Regions from separate parts of the Mus musculus genome. Here regions 2, 3 and 4 are each linked to region 1. The links are chromatin contacts, called in public targeted proximity ligation maps. All regions are on one chromosome and are shown on one strand. The core of a region is the stretch at or near the end of the contact, and the rest is flanking DNA. Distances in the headings are between cores, read along the strand shown.

Region 1 (3,349 bases), core at 592-3,091:
TCCTACTCTCCCCACGCTCCAGCCGGGTGCAGATGTCAATCTTTTCCTTCAGGGTTAGCACCACTCGCTTCCGCTTCTCCCCCTTGCCCTTGGCTGCAGCCTGCTTGGAGGCCATGAGGAAGCAGCCGGAGCCAGGCTGCCCCTGTCCTTACTTGGTTATGTTTCTCTCTGGCTCTTGGGGCCACGGTTTCTCCCTCTCTTCTCTACCTGCCCCAGGAACTGATCCCAGGCTTAAGTCAAGTTCATTCTTGACTCTACCCTGTCTACAGCAGTCTCTTGCCTTAGTTTGCCTTCAGTATCAGGACTCTAGCATACTTAGGCCTCAGATCCTGGTAGTGCTGTTCTCTTCAGGGGAGGAGACAGGAGAGCTACCCTGGACTGCTGGGGTGCACCTGGAGCCTACGGCCTCCACACAGATGTCACAATGTGGCAGCTTTCCCCTTCAACTGTGTCCAGGTTTCAGGCTAATGAAGATTTGATGGCCCTAAGCTGGAGATACTCCTTGTGAGGATTCACAACGTTGCTTAACCCATACACTCCAGGAACTAGAAAAGCAGAGGAGAAAGAAAAATGTTACTAAGAGCAAGCACTCAAGATATGCTTAGATTTTAAACATCAGTGCCATTTGGCCTGTGTGTGTGTATGTGTGTGTGTGTTAACCAGCCCTTCCTTTCAGACGACACAGTAAGCAGCACCAGCAACCTTTAGAAATGTTCAGAAAAGGCTAAGAGTCACAATGCATAACTAACGCCTTCTCTCTCCCTGTAAATCTTATCTGGAATGCTCCTCCCAATCGAGCATTCGATAAGTCAGAAGGCCACAGAGTTACTTCCACAAGCAGTATAAAAGTGCACCCCAGACCACAACATAAGACACACGAGTCATTTATTCAAATGAAGTTCCAAAGATAGGCAGGGAATACAGCTTGCCACCGGCCAGCTGTGTAACTCTATTCCCTTAAGTCAGTCTCCTGGTCTGCAGAACTCAGTGCTGGTCCCCAAGGCTCTCCTCTGCTAGTTAGATCGAGGATAGTGTGCATACCACTGGCACACAGTATTTGTTGTGGGCACTTCACTGTGGAGCAGAGGGAAATCAAGGCCAGAGTCTACTCTCAGGGGTAATGTTTAACCCAGGCAGCCGAGGAATTCCTCAGCAACTTAGGCTACCGGGAGGCTCAACTTATGATGGCTTAGTGCCTGCCCTGCAGATGTGTTGAGAGTGGTTTAGTGACTGAAGACACCCACTTCAGAAATGAAATTTTTGCCAAGCTCCATGTAGTGGTCCAAGCCTACCATCTCAGCACTTGAGAGACTGAGGCAGAATGGCTTTGAGTACAGTGCCAGCCTGGGCTACCCAGTAAGTGCTAATGTAGGGGGAAAGGGGAAAGAGGAAATTTGAATTTGGTACCACTCTTAGAACCTCTTAAACGTGACTGCAGAGATCCAGGAGGCTTCTACCTTGGGAAGAACTGTTCCAAGGGAACACTGATAACCAAGGACCACTTGAACAGAAGCTTAAAGGACCTTTTCTGGAGCGGGAGTATAAAGTGGGAGAAGCTCCTAAGAGGAGAGGCAAATTTCTTCCCGCAGGTCCTGAGACGTCTGGGGAATGGATGGAAGAAACAGCCTGCAACCTAGCTGCAGCCCAGACGACACACGGGGGAAAAAAAACAAAAAACAAAAAACTCAAAACACAGGCAAGAAACGAATGAAGGGGTCCGGGGAGAGCCAGGAATAACCGAGCTTGCCCGGTCTGCGGACTGGTGAAGCGCCTGGGAGCCGAGGGGACCTGAGAAGGGATGCTCGAGTCCCGAATGCGACTCGATTCCCGAGCGCAGAAACAACGATGATCGTCCGGCTCTGGGATGAGCCTCCAAGTCAGTCGGCGGAGGCGGCGGCCCAGCCCCGCACGGCCCAGCCCCACTCACCTGCGGACCCCGTGCCGCCGCTACCGGCCGGAAACGCCAGCCACGCAGCTCTCCACCGGCCCGCTCTTCTCGGCCTTCCCCGACCCACTTCCGGGGGACGCTCTAGACCACCGGGAGACTTCTGTCTCGGTGGTGTCTAGGTCGCTAAGGGGCGACCAAGCAAGGAAGCGGTCCGGGCCCAGCGGCTCAGCCTCCGGTAGAACAACAAAAGCCACAGGGCGCTTCGCGTTTCCTGAGGAACGGAATCTTCGAGCGGAGCGTCCGATCCTGGGAGCCATGGCCCGGAGAGCACGGACGGAAGGCTGGGTCCAACGCCACCTTGCGGTGGGAGGTACCCAAGGCCCGCCGGTTGCCAGGACCCCCTTTCCATCCTTGTGGACCCTTCTTTTAGCTAGGATTCAAAACGTGTCCAATTTAGACGATGCTGATGATGAGATTTGAATCGTAGTATATAGCGTAGAGGCTTTGAGAGGCATTGAGATGAAATGAACCATTTTGTATGTTGAACATACCTGAATTCGATCAGTTGTGTGGGTGCCCAGTCTCTAGATCCCTGAACCTGCGAGTTCAAGAGCTGAAAGGAACTTGGCAGGCATAACCAAAAGAAAGTCGTCGAAGTATAAAGTTTATTCTGATTGTCTGTAAGCACAACGGTTCGTTGTTAAAGGATCGAGTGAGAGAAGACACTCCAAAGGAAGGCTATGAACTGACAACAGAGCCTGAGCCTTGTGCTTTGAAGATGGAGGAAGACTACCATTCAAGAAGTGCAAGTGGTTTACAGGAGCTCCAAAAGGCGGGGAAACTTCGGACTACAGACCTGTTGGCACCCTGATCTCAGTACCCTGGGTCCTCAGAAGTGGGAGAAAACATAATTGTGTTGTTTTGGGACCTCCACACGGGGGTGATTAGTCACAGCTCCATAGAAACACAGATTGTGGAAACTTGTTCCTCCTTAATTCACACCCTTGCCTGAGTACCCAGGACCCGTCTGCCTGTTCTTCCCCACCCTCTCTTGTTAAATCTCTTGCTCTCTCCATTCAAATTCCCCAGGGATCTCCAGTACAAGATTTTTAATAATACCAAGGAAGGCTGGGTGGCTCCCAAATCCATGTCTCCTTCCAGAATCTCCTCTCTGATGTCGAAACTTCTGTCTCTTCCCAGGACCTGGACATAACATGCACCTTGAACACAGTGTTTCTGAAATGAAGATGGGAGCCTTGTGATTGGCCTGGTGCTACCCATGGTTTTTCCTGGCAGTTCCACCATCCCACTCACCCTGAACTCTTCCTCATGCCCCACACCCATTCCACCACATCTGATTGGCCTTGCCCCCAGAATCTATTTTTTTGGATTCCCTCCTTCCCTCCACCCCCCTGAACTCTGGACAGGCTATCTGTTGCCTGTTCCTTGTTCCTATTGTTC
Region 2 (3,439 bases), core at 398-2,897, 170 kb after region 1:
TTTACTGAGTCCTGTAAAACCCACTCCTGGCCCCGTCAGCAAACCCAGGTCACCTGCAGCCTCCAGTTCAAAGGGTCAGACAGCCAGATGTCAGTAGGGTTAAACTCAGGAGGTAACCAGGTTCAGGGCTCAGGATGTGGCCAGGATTAAGGCTTAGTATGTAACCAGGGTCAGGGCTCAGAGTCATGAAGATCCAGGCTCAGAGTGTGACCAGGATCAAGGTTCAGAGTATGATGAGAATTGACTCAACGTGGGACCCGGGATCAGGGCTCAGGAATATGACTAGGGTTACCCACTCCCCTACCTCCTCCTTTCCTTTTTGAGTAGCTAGCGCTCTTGGCAACAGTTAGAATTGCATGCTATATGTGCCTGTTCTGCACACAGTAGCCCATTTGGAAATGGGTTTTCCACTCTTTCTAAGCCAGCAGTGTTGGGTTTCATTTTGCAGGGAGGACTGGGATACTCAAAACATTTTCCTGAACAGTTGCAGGAACCTCTCAGGGCCATATCTGCCCGGCTTCCCCAACTCTACTAGCAAGCTTTGCCTTAGCTGGTATCCCCAGGTATCAGATTCAGGTTCTGTCCCCTGACCCACCTACTTAGGACCAAGATACTCACTATACCAGTTGGTCAAGCAGTAGAGGCTCTGGCTGGAGCAAGTCTTAGGCTTGTAGCAGTCCTCTATACCACTGCATTCATGACACTTCAACGCCTGGGCTGGAGAGACACAGCTGGGGTCAGAGACAGAGGCACTCGATAACCACACCAGACAGCACAGGACCCAGCTCTGAGGAAACACTGACCACCAAGTAGCCCATCCTGTTCTCCAGCCACCCACATGGACAGCCTCCCTCCCAGCAACCAGACTGAGGTGCCAGCACATAGGGCCCTGACTCTGGGACAGAAAACCAAGACTCTGAGCAAACAGCAGTCCATGCTGCTGGCCATATGTCACAGAATGTCACCAGGCAAATGATGCTAATTCCACAAGACTTTGCAAAAGAGACAGCAAGTCTAGCAGGACGGCTAGGCTTAATGGAAAAGGTGAGTAGGGGGACCAGTGAATAGAGGCACTTGTTGCCAAGCTTGAAGACCTGAGTTCAAATCTCCAAAATCCACAGTGGAAGAGAATTGGTTCCAACAGGCTGCCTTCTGACTTCCACATGCACACTTTGACATGATCACATGTATACACACACACACACAAAAGGGAAGAGGGAGGAGAAGGGGAGAGGGATGGAGATGGAGGGGAGAGGGATGGGGATGGAAGGGGAGGGGAGAGGGACGGGGGGGGGGGAGAGGGATGGGGAGGGGAGGAGGAAAGAGAATGTTAATATACTATAAGAATTTTAAGGTGAGTGGAGGTACCCATGAAATGACTCTGTGTCTAGACTGTGGGGCCTCCAGCAAGTCCGGTGCCCTATGCCAACACCTCCTCTGGACAGCAGGACCGCATCATCTGGGGGAGGGGGGTGCAGATCCAGCCAGGTCACCCCACACCTCAGGATGCCAACCAAGGACAGGATGCTAGACAGGGGTTCCCACTTCCTTGCTTACCAGAGGATCCCAGCAGAATCAGGGGCAACAACCAAAGCAGGTGAGTCCTCATCTTGGGCAATGAGAGCAAGCAGAGCTCGTGTCTCTGTCCAGCTAGCACTGGACCAGCCTGTCTTTATATCCCTCTTGCTCTGTGGGTGGGGCCTTGGTCCGTCTCTCACTCCTGACTACCTACATGTGTCATCTCTGGGTGTGTGGTTGGGAGGTAAATACCTCCAAGAATTCTTTATCCAGCGCTCCAAACCCTCTCCCGTACCCATCCTCCCTTTCCCCTGCTCCCTACAAAGCCCCCAACCCTGACTCCAGTCAGCTGCACAGCGCTGACTCTAACCAGGCCTTCACTGAGGAACCATTGTCTGCTCTTTGCCCATCTTTTTAAAAAAAAGTACCAGGCACGGTTGAAACACACCAGCAAAAGAATCCCAGATCAGAGAGCCCATAAGGGGGCATCCTCTCAAAGCTCCACTCCTTGGTGTATAGATGCCATTTCCCCCTCATGTCCCCAAGGCCTCTTTGGGTCCCTCAGCTCCTCCAACAAGCCCAGTGAGGTTACTCTCCATGGCCTGTGAGGAGATAGAAAAGGAATCAATAATGATATTCATTCAATAAACAGAAAAGAAAGGAGACACCATGGAGAATCATGGGTTGGGGATGCTTGGCGTTGGTGGGCTGGGGATGCTGGGGGTCATCAGGCTGGGATGCTGAGCTTTGGTGAGATGAAGATATTGGGGTCCAATAAATTGGGGATACTGGACATCAGTTAGTTGGGGAGTTAAAAGCAGCATACTGGGATTGTGGGAGACAAGGGGTCGGAAGGGGGTCAGTGACCACTGGCTGACCATTGATTGAACAGGACTCAGCTCTGTAAAGATATTTAAGCATCCCAAGTGTAGAAATTGGTCTTTCTTCCCAACTTAAAGCATTCTAGGTATCCATTGTGTCTCCATATTATAACAAAGAAAGGGGAAACAGCCAGGTCACAATGAAGTTTAGGGCTTCTCACCCCCTGGATGCTGTGTCTGCCTGTTACTAACAATTTTTTCCATGGCAGACTTGAGGCTCCAAGATAAAGAAAGCACCCTTCTGTGCCACATGCTCCTGTCTGGCTCCGCTATGCACAGTGACAGCTATCACTCTCCTGAGGACCAAGCAATATTTAGACAGGCTAGTAACCATACCCATCCTAGACTGTCATAGGCAGACACATTGGTCAGGACTCAGGAAACACCAGTGTCAGGGTCACATCCCACCCATACCTCCACCATCAACAGGCACAGCAACCTTCTGCACTGGGGCAGCATTCAAGCACACAGGGAAGTGGCAGACCCCTTAGCAATTCCCAGACAAAACAGTCTGCAGTTGAAAGCTGTGTGACCTCTGCCACTCTGCTGTCACGTTTACCTTCTCTAAACTAATGAGGAGTCAGGGGTCAGCCCAATGAGGCACAAGTTTCCTGATAAGGATCTTGGGCAACACCTTGACCAGTCATAGCTGCCAGTCTAGAAAGCCTGTTTGTTGTCTTGGTCCTCTAGACAACCTTCCCAGAACAGTAGAAAGTCATAATATCTGCAGAACATTGGGAGCTGTGTACATTCCGAGCCTAGAACATACAGGTACACTGTCTCACCCTAGGGTTGTTTACCAGAGTGGAATAAACTAAAGATTTAGGCATAGGAAGATGACACTGGGAGCCTTAAATGTCATAATGGAACCTTCACAGGAGTGAGGCAGATGGCTGGGAAGAAGGCTCAGTCAGCAGAGTTTTGTGTTTGCAAGCATGAGCACCCGAATTTCATCCTCAGAACCCATGTGAGAAGCTGGGCGTGGTGGTATGTGCTTATAATCCCAGCATTAGGAGAGTAGAGATAGACGGATTCCTGGG
Region 3 (3,398 bases), core at 301-2,800, 210 kb after region 1:
TAAGATTTATTTATTTATTATATGTAAGTACACTGTAGCTGTCTTCAGACACTCCAGAAGAGGGAGTCAGATCTCGTTACGGATGGTTTTGAGCCACCATGTGGTTGCTGGGATTTGAACTCCAGACCTTTGGAAGAGCAGTCGGGTGCTCTTACCCACTGAGCCATCTCACCAGCCCAGGTGTGGAGTCTCTTAATAAACTTACATAGCAGAGTCCAGAGGAAGAACCCAAAAGAGCCCAGGTTTCCGAGCCAAACTATAATATATGGTTAAACCATGAGTCTTTGTCACCTTAAAGGTGATTCCTGTAAGGACTCAGCAAGAAAGGAGACAGAGATCATGGCATGGCCATGGTTGCATGGCTGGGAAATGTCAGCCAATCCTCTGAGGAGCTGCAGAGTGAAGGGGGACGCGGCTGGGAACTGGAGGAGCCACTGCCCTCATTAGAACGTGGAGAAGAGCTTGGTCTAACTCTGTTCCTATCCCAATATTTTTAGAACTTGCAAGTGAAGAATTAGATATTCAGCTGAAGGCATAACTGAGCACTGTGTGGCAGGCATGGACTGATGCTTTTGAAAGCTTAGAGCAGACTGGAGAAAGAAAAAAAAAAGGATTCCAAAGTAGAATTTTTAATCAAAAGAAGAGAAGTGTAAAAATGTACAAAATTCTCCACCTACTCATTAAAGAAATGGGAAAAGTTGCTCAGGGAGAGCAAAAGTGTGGAGCCCGATGGTCTTGCTACAGTCAGGAACCATCCATTCCCAAGAAGGAAGAATGATCACAAAAGTATCGGCAAGATCACCCAACAGCCCCTCTGTCACAGGCCTGCAGTTTCCGGGGGCCTTAGAGACAAATTTATTTCAGGTGTTGGGGAGGGAAGGGAACAGGGGTGCTGTCGCTTGCTCAATCCCATATCACACAGCTAGCTTCCCACTCCACCACTTCACTCCTCAGCGGCCTATGTAGTCTTCCCCAAGCCTCAGTGCTATAATGGCATAGCTGTATGTCTGCCTACACTGCAGAGGGTCCCTGTGAGCTTTTAAAGCTAGGCAGACCCACTGTGGGAACCAGTCCAGATTGTCCCAGATACTACAGTTCCCCACAGAACTGGACGGGGCTGTGTGTCTTGCTCCTTACACAATACCTGAATGTGGACAGCGTGGTCCTCAGGCATGGATAGACCTGCTGAAGGCACACCCTCCCCCACTGGGGGCCATGCAGCAAGATCACGGACAGAATTCTTGGAAACATCCCGGACACCTTCCCTTGCCTCAGACTTCAACAATCCTACAATAATCACAACAGGATACTGGTATACCAAGCCTGCTGCCCAGTTTCGTGCTTCACCGGGAAGAGATCCAAGGCTGAGTAAAACAAAGTAAGCTCGGTGTTACACCCTTTAGGAATTTCAGGTCCATTTTATCTGCCAATTAAAAAGTTTAAAGATGGGGGGTCGGGCAGGGCTCGTGGATCCCAGACACAGTAGACAGCAACAGGCACAGGGAAAGTACCTACCAAGCAGCCAGGGGATTCCAAAACTGAAACCCAGTCCTCTGAGAGGTCTTGGGTTTTTTTTTTTTTTTAAGTGGTTTTGGTGGTACAGAGTGGAGGCATATTCTACAACACTGCCACTTCTCGTTTTCTTTCTGCCTCCTTCTCCGTAGTGTTCTCGGAGCTGAGTGGAGTGCTCAGCACTTACTTGCTACCAGCACTTCAACCCGTTAGGACTGTGCTGCTCTGGGGAATGGAGGTTTTGATCAACAGCCCCTGGGCTGAGGGGAAACCCTTCCTCCATTTCCTACCTCTAGCCAGAGCTTGACTGAGATCCTGTGTATGGCAGGCCAGACTCCTGCAACACCCCCCAACTTCTTACACAAAGTTTCCCTTTGTTATTGTTATCATGAGTTTTGAGTGCTTTTAAGGGCCTTATGGGGCTAAAAGAGTGGATCAGCAGTCAAAGAGCTCTGGACGCTCTTCCAGAGGACCTGACTCTGATTCCCGGCACCCACATGACGGCTCACAACCCTCCTGTTCCAGGAGATCCAACGCTTTCCTCTGACCGGTGTTGGATACAGCATGTATGTGGTGCACAAGCCATACATGCAGGCAAAACACCCATACACATAAAGATAAAAATGGAACATTTTTAGCTGTAGCCCAGTGGCTGAGCACTTGCCTAGCGTGTTCTAGTATCTGACTATAGACACAACACCTCAGAAGAGAGGAGAAGACTGGGGTGGGGAGAAGGGAGCTACTTCTCTTGACAGCTTTTTGCCCAAAATAACAGCCTCAAGATTCCCTCTTACTGGCCCTTGGTCCTGTGAAGGCTCTATGCCCCAGTATAGGGGAATGCTAGGACCAGGAATGGGAGTGGGTGGGCTGGGGAGCAGGGGGGAGGGGATAGGGGATTTTCTGAGGGGAAACTAGGAAAGGGGATAACATTTGAAATGTAAACAAAGAAAATATCTAATTAAAAAAAAGATTCCCTCTTACTTTCTAATTCAAATGACATTTTAAAAATGCTGCAGGCAAGATAATACCCATAGTTCCCTTGGTTCCTCTGCCCTCTACTGGTGAGGTCTCACCCTTGAAAACTTTCCCTTCCCACCAAAGTCTGAGTGTGCACACAGGACACTCCCACAGGAACGGGCGTGTGCATTCTGGTCTCCCCCAGCAGGAGGGGAATCCTGTTGGTCTGCATGGGATAGAGTGGTGACTTCACAGACAAATCCCTGTTCTAAAAATGTGATGAGGCCAAGAAAGAGAGAAAGCCAACAAAGCGGCTGGAGGTGCCCTTGCTGGCTGAGCACGGCCTGCAGGGAGGGGCCCACGGGTTCCAATCACACCCGGTAGAGCCCATGTTGCAAGTGATGGGGCCCTATCCCTGCTGCCTTAGTTAGGGTTACTTTCCCTGTGAGAAAGCACCATGACGAAAAGCAGCTTGGGGAAGGGAAAGTGAAGGGACTGAGGTAGCAGAATAAGCTCCATTTTGTTGAAGACTCCATTCTAAGTTAATTTGCCCTTAGAGAGGCATGGCCACTACCCTGTGAGGTCTGAGAAAAAGCATGAAATGTCCCTGGCAGTTGCAAAATAGACACAGCAGCTGCAGCGAGCTGATAACAAGAGAGTGGACTAAGAAAACATAAATCAGCTGGGCAGTGATGGCATATGCCTTTAATCCCAGCACTTGGGAAGCAGACGGATTTCTGAGTTCGAGGCCAGCCTGGTCTACAGAGTGAGTTACAGGACAGCCAGGGCTACACAGAGAAACCCTGTCTTGAAAAAAAAAAACAAAACAAAACAACAAACAAACAAGAAAGAAAGGAAGGAAGGAAGGAAGGAAGGAAGGAAGGAAGGAAGGAAGCATAAGTCTTTCCTAGGTCAAGATGCTCCTTTTG
Region 4 (3,148 bases), core at 224-2,723, 180 kb before region 1:
CAGCCGCAGCTCACACCCCTGTGGCATCATGCAGACTCCCTGCGCCTGCCTGGGTGGAGATGTTGGAGACCCTGCTTCCAGCCCCTTGGTCCCCCGTGGGGACGTCTGCTTGAGGGACGGCGTAGCTGGTGGCCCTGAGAACTGCCTCACCAGCCTGACCCAGGACCGGGGTGGGCACGGCTCAGCAGGTGAGTGGAATCCAGAGAACCTTGTACAGTTCTGCAGCAGATGAAATGAGAGCGTGAGGGAGAGTGCAGTCCCCGAGGCTGGGGTCTGTTCGGGGCAACTCTTTTGTCATCCGGGTTGAGAGACCATGTGTAGAATTCAAATTGCCAATGGCTCTTCGTTCCCAGGATAGAAAGCCCAGCCCACATAGGGCGTGGCATGTGAGTGAGGGAGGGAAGAAAGGATCCGTAGCCAGTTTCCTCAAGCCACTTCCTCGGTTTAAATCTTCCACATGGGAGCACACTAATCTTCAACAACGACATTTTCCAGCATCCCTAGGGTACAGTACCTGGTGTCTGGGGACTAAAGTGGAGGTCAGCACCTCCCCAGGGTGGCGCATGGGAGCACGCATAGACAGAGTACTCACAGGGCTGTTGCCAGGAGGTAAGGTTTTGGGGCTCAGTGTAGCATGTCTATAGCAGCTGCCACTGAGGTGTGATAGTGAGAGCAGGGACACAATGCCATCCTTGGCCAGTGACCACAGGAAGAAGACACACTACCCAACAGTATGTAGCCATCCCAGGCAGAACCAGGGTATCAAGGACACCCAGAAACCCAGTGTTGAGAAAACCATTACCTTTACTCATGGGCTGGAGACCTGAGGACAATGGCCTCAGGATGGCAGGGTCCAGGCCTGATGGGGATGCAAGGGGTTGATGACTGGTCATGGTGCTAACAGTGTATCTTTATGAGTGTCGTATCTGTAACAAGAGGTAGGCCCTGCCTGCTGTGTGACCTGGAGGATAGCAGAGGTAGGGCTGTCCAAGATTTGAGCTGGAGAAACGAGCTGAGTCAACATCAAGGGGACATTGGGGAATAGGAAGACAAGTCTATTCATTGATGGTGTGTAGGGCCAAGGCAAGGCCTGACTGAGAACCTGATGCCAGGAGATCTAGAGTGAAATGCTGACGCCCGTAGGGCATCCCTCAGCCTTAAGCGTTTCAGAGGCCACAAGGCCATTCAGGCTGCAAAGGAATTTTCTAACCCCAGGCACATTTCTGGTCAAGGCCCTATGACAGGTCCCAGGTCTGGATCTCTGTGAGACCTAGGCTGAGGCGACCTCTTCAGGGTCCTCAGACGAAATTCTGAACATTCTGTCATTGTGATGGGAAGAAAGGGTGGAGGACCAGCCTTCCTGCCGTTTAGGCTGGAGGTCATTGTGACCTTGACAAAGGCGGGTTTCATTGTGTGACAGGAATGGGAGTGAGACCAAAGGGAACCCTGGAAGAATAGAGAGATGGGGTGGGAAGATGCAGGAGGATGGGGCCAGCTGTCACAAGCAGACCTGGCCATGTACCATACTCTGCCACTCCCCATCATTTAACCACCGTGAGCATTGGTTCCTACATCTGCAAAACAATTCTTGGGGTTGCATCACCACTTGATTTTTATTTGTTTCTGACTGGGGCCACAGTCACACCCCCTGGGCAGCAGCCTGACCTCAGTGGAATACTGGGGCAGCTACTGTGCCAGGGAGCTGCTGGATGTTGCTCTAAACCCCTTGGCCCAGCTGCCAGCAGCCAAGGCCTTCAGGGCTGGCATGATAGATGCTGGAGGCACCAAATGGAGGTGCTTGTGTGCTATGGGGCCGGGGGCAGTGTGTAGCTGCATTTATTTCCTGAGGAATGAGTATGTGAATGCCTTTGCTGCGGGAGCCGTGAAGTGGCCAGGTTTCTCTGTGGAGTGTTTACATGACCTTGAGAACAGAAGGACTTTGGGAGGGCTTGGTGCAAAGGAGTGAGGTACCGGGACTCCTCACAGGAGCCTGGATGGGGAGGTGGCTGGTGTTGGCCTGGTCATTTGCAGTGGGAAGGAGGAGGGAGGAGGAGGAGGAGAGGTTTGGTGCAACTGATGGACTGTGGATAAAAGGGTGTGGAGGCAGGAAGAGCAAGCCTGGCCCCATCAGGAATGAGGACATCCATGTGGGACAGAGGAAGCAGGACTGCAGATGCAGCTTAAGGACGATTCTAAGGGCAGAGTAGAACTCGAGGCTGAGACGTGTGTGACCCAGGTCGTAGGGTATGTGAGCATAGCCCTGGCCCCTGGTGAATGTGTACAGGCCCAGGCTAGAACATCGGCCTTGGAACCCCACTTTGGAGTCTTGGGTCTGACCCTGGCTCACCTGTGTTTCTAGGCCAGCCCAGCCCCTCAGTTCTCCTCTCTGGGGGCCTGAGAATGCCTTCTTCTGTCTCTGTGAGGGTAAGAGTGGGGTGAAGCAGCCAATGGCGAAGGGTTGGTGTTCTTGTTTATTGCTAGGCCCACTCTGGGGACCTAGGAGCAGAGGCAGACAGAGGCAGGGGTGTGTTCAGGTTGAACTTGGGCAGTTTGAGCATCAGGTCAGTATATGGATTCTGACAGTGTTGGCAGGTAGTACTCAGAGGCAAGTGGGAGGAGGTGTGTGTGCATGAATGTACATATATGAATTGTACATGTGTGTATGGTAGGGTGTACTTTGTGCACACATATGTACATGCATACATATGTGTATGGTGGCTACACCCATATATGAATACATATATAGTGTATTTTGCACATATGTGTTCATGTAATCACATGTTCACATGTATAACACATGAAAACCCAGTGGGTATACCGGTTTGATTATTGTGTTTGCAGTGTCTTGCATTTATATATGTATACTCTCATGTATGTATGCCAGCATTGTGTGAGCCCACATATGTCTTTGTTTATTGCTAGGCAGACTCCTAGTAATACGCCAAAAAATTTGTATGTGTACATGTGTGAACATGTGGGTGTTTATGCAGCACATTGTAACTGTATATGTGTCTGTGGGTGTATGTATATATGCCAGGTATGTATGTACCCAGCACTGAGCATGTAGGCTTGTGTGTGCATGGTGAGTATGTGTATGTGTATCCAGGGTGGGCTCTGTCTGTTTGACTTGCTTGGCTGCTGGTCTATT

Evidence for each region.
Region 2: a contact with region 1 is called in a targeted proximity ligation map of trophoblast stem cells, with 7 times the contacts expected there. A contact is called at or near these places in 8 of 39 promoter capture datasets (the C10 cell line, cranial neural crest, frontonasal cranial neural crest and 5 more), 2 of 130 datasets of targeted methods (the SCID.adh cell line and trophoblast stem cells) and 1 of 9 other capture datasets (liver).
Region 3: a contact with region 1 is called in a targeted proximity ligation map of the SCID.adh cell line, with 13 read pairs. A contact is called at or near these places in 2 of 39 promoter capture datasets (the C10 cell line and pre-B cells), 6 of 130 datasets of targeted methods (CD8 T cells, the SCID.adh cell line, acute myeloid leukemia and 3 more) and 2 of 9 other capture datasets (liver and pancreatic islet).
Region 4: a contact with region 1 is called in a targeted proximity ligation map of embryonic stem cells, with 10 times the contacts expected there. A contact is called at or near these places in 6 of 39 promoter capture datasets (cranial neural crest, hippocampal neurons, maxillary cranial neural crest and 3 more), 13 of 484 Hi-C or Micro-C datasets (the N1E-115 cell line, cerebellar granule neurons, cerebral cortex and 3 more), 10 of 130 datasets of targeted methods (embryonic stem cells, pancreatic cancer cells and stem cell-derived neural progenitor cells) and 1 of 9 other capture datasets (liver).

Annotation. Positions count from the first base shown.
Region 1 is chr15:74,707,320-74,710,668 of GRCm38.p6, forward strand. 4933427E11Rik (RIKEN cDNA 4933427E11 gene) reads left to right here and starts at 1,842. Exons shown (of 1, transcript NR_033197.1): 1 at 1,842-3,055. Jrk (jerky) reads right to left here and starts at 2,003. Exons shown (of 2, transcript NM_008415.6): 1 at 1,928-2,003; 2 at 1-545. The coding sequence starts at 115.
Region 2 is chr15:74,880,057-74,883,495 of GRCm38.p6, forward strand. Ly6m (lymphocyte antigen 6 complex, locus M) reads right to left here and starts at 1,648. Exons shown (of 3, transcript NM_025929.2): 1 at 1,558-1,648; 2 at 619-717. The coding sequence starts at 1,609.
Region 3 is chr15:74,917,066-74,920,463 of GRCm38.p6, forward strand. No RefSeq gene overlaps it. Among named protein-coding and RNA genes, the nearest start is that of Gm39556, 7.7 kb to the right of the region's middle.
Region 4 is chr15:74,529,753-74,532,900 of GRCm38.p6, forward strand. Adgrb1 (adhesion G protein-coupled receptor B1) reads left to right here. Exons shown (of 31, transcript NM_174991.3): 2 at 1-188. Among named protein-coding and RNA genes, the nearest start is that of Adgrb1, 15 kb to the left of the region's middle.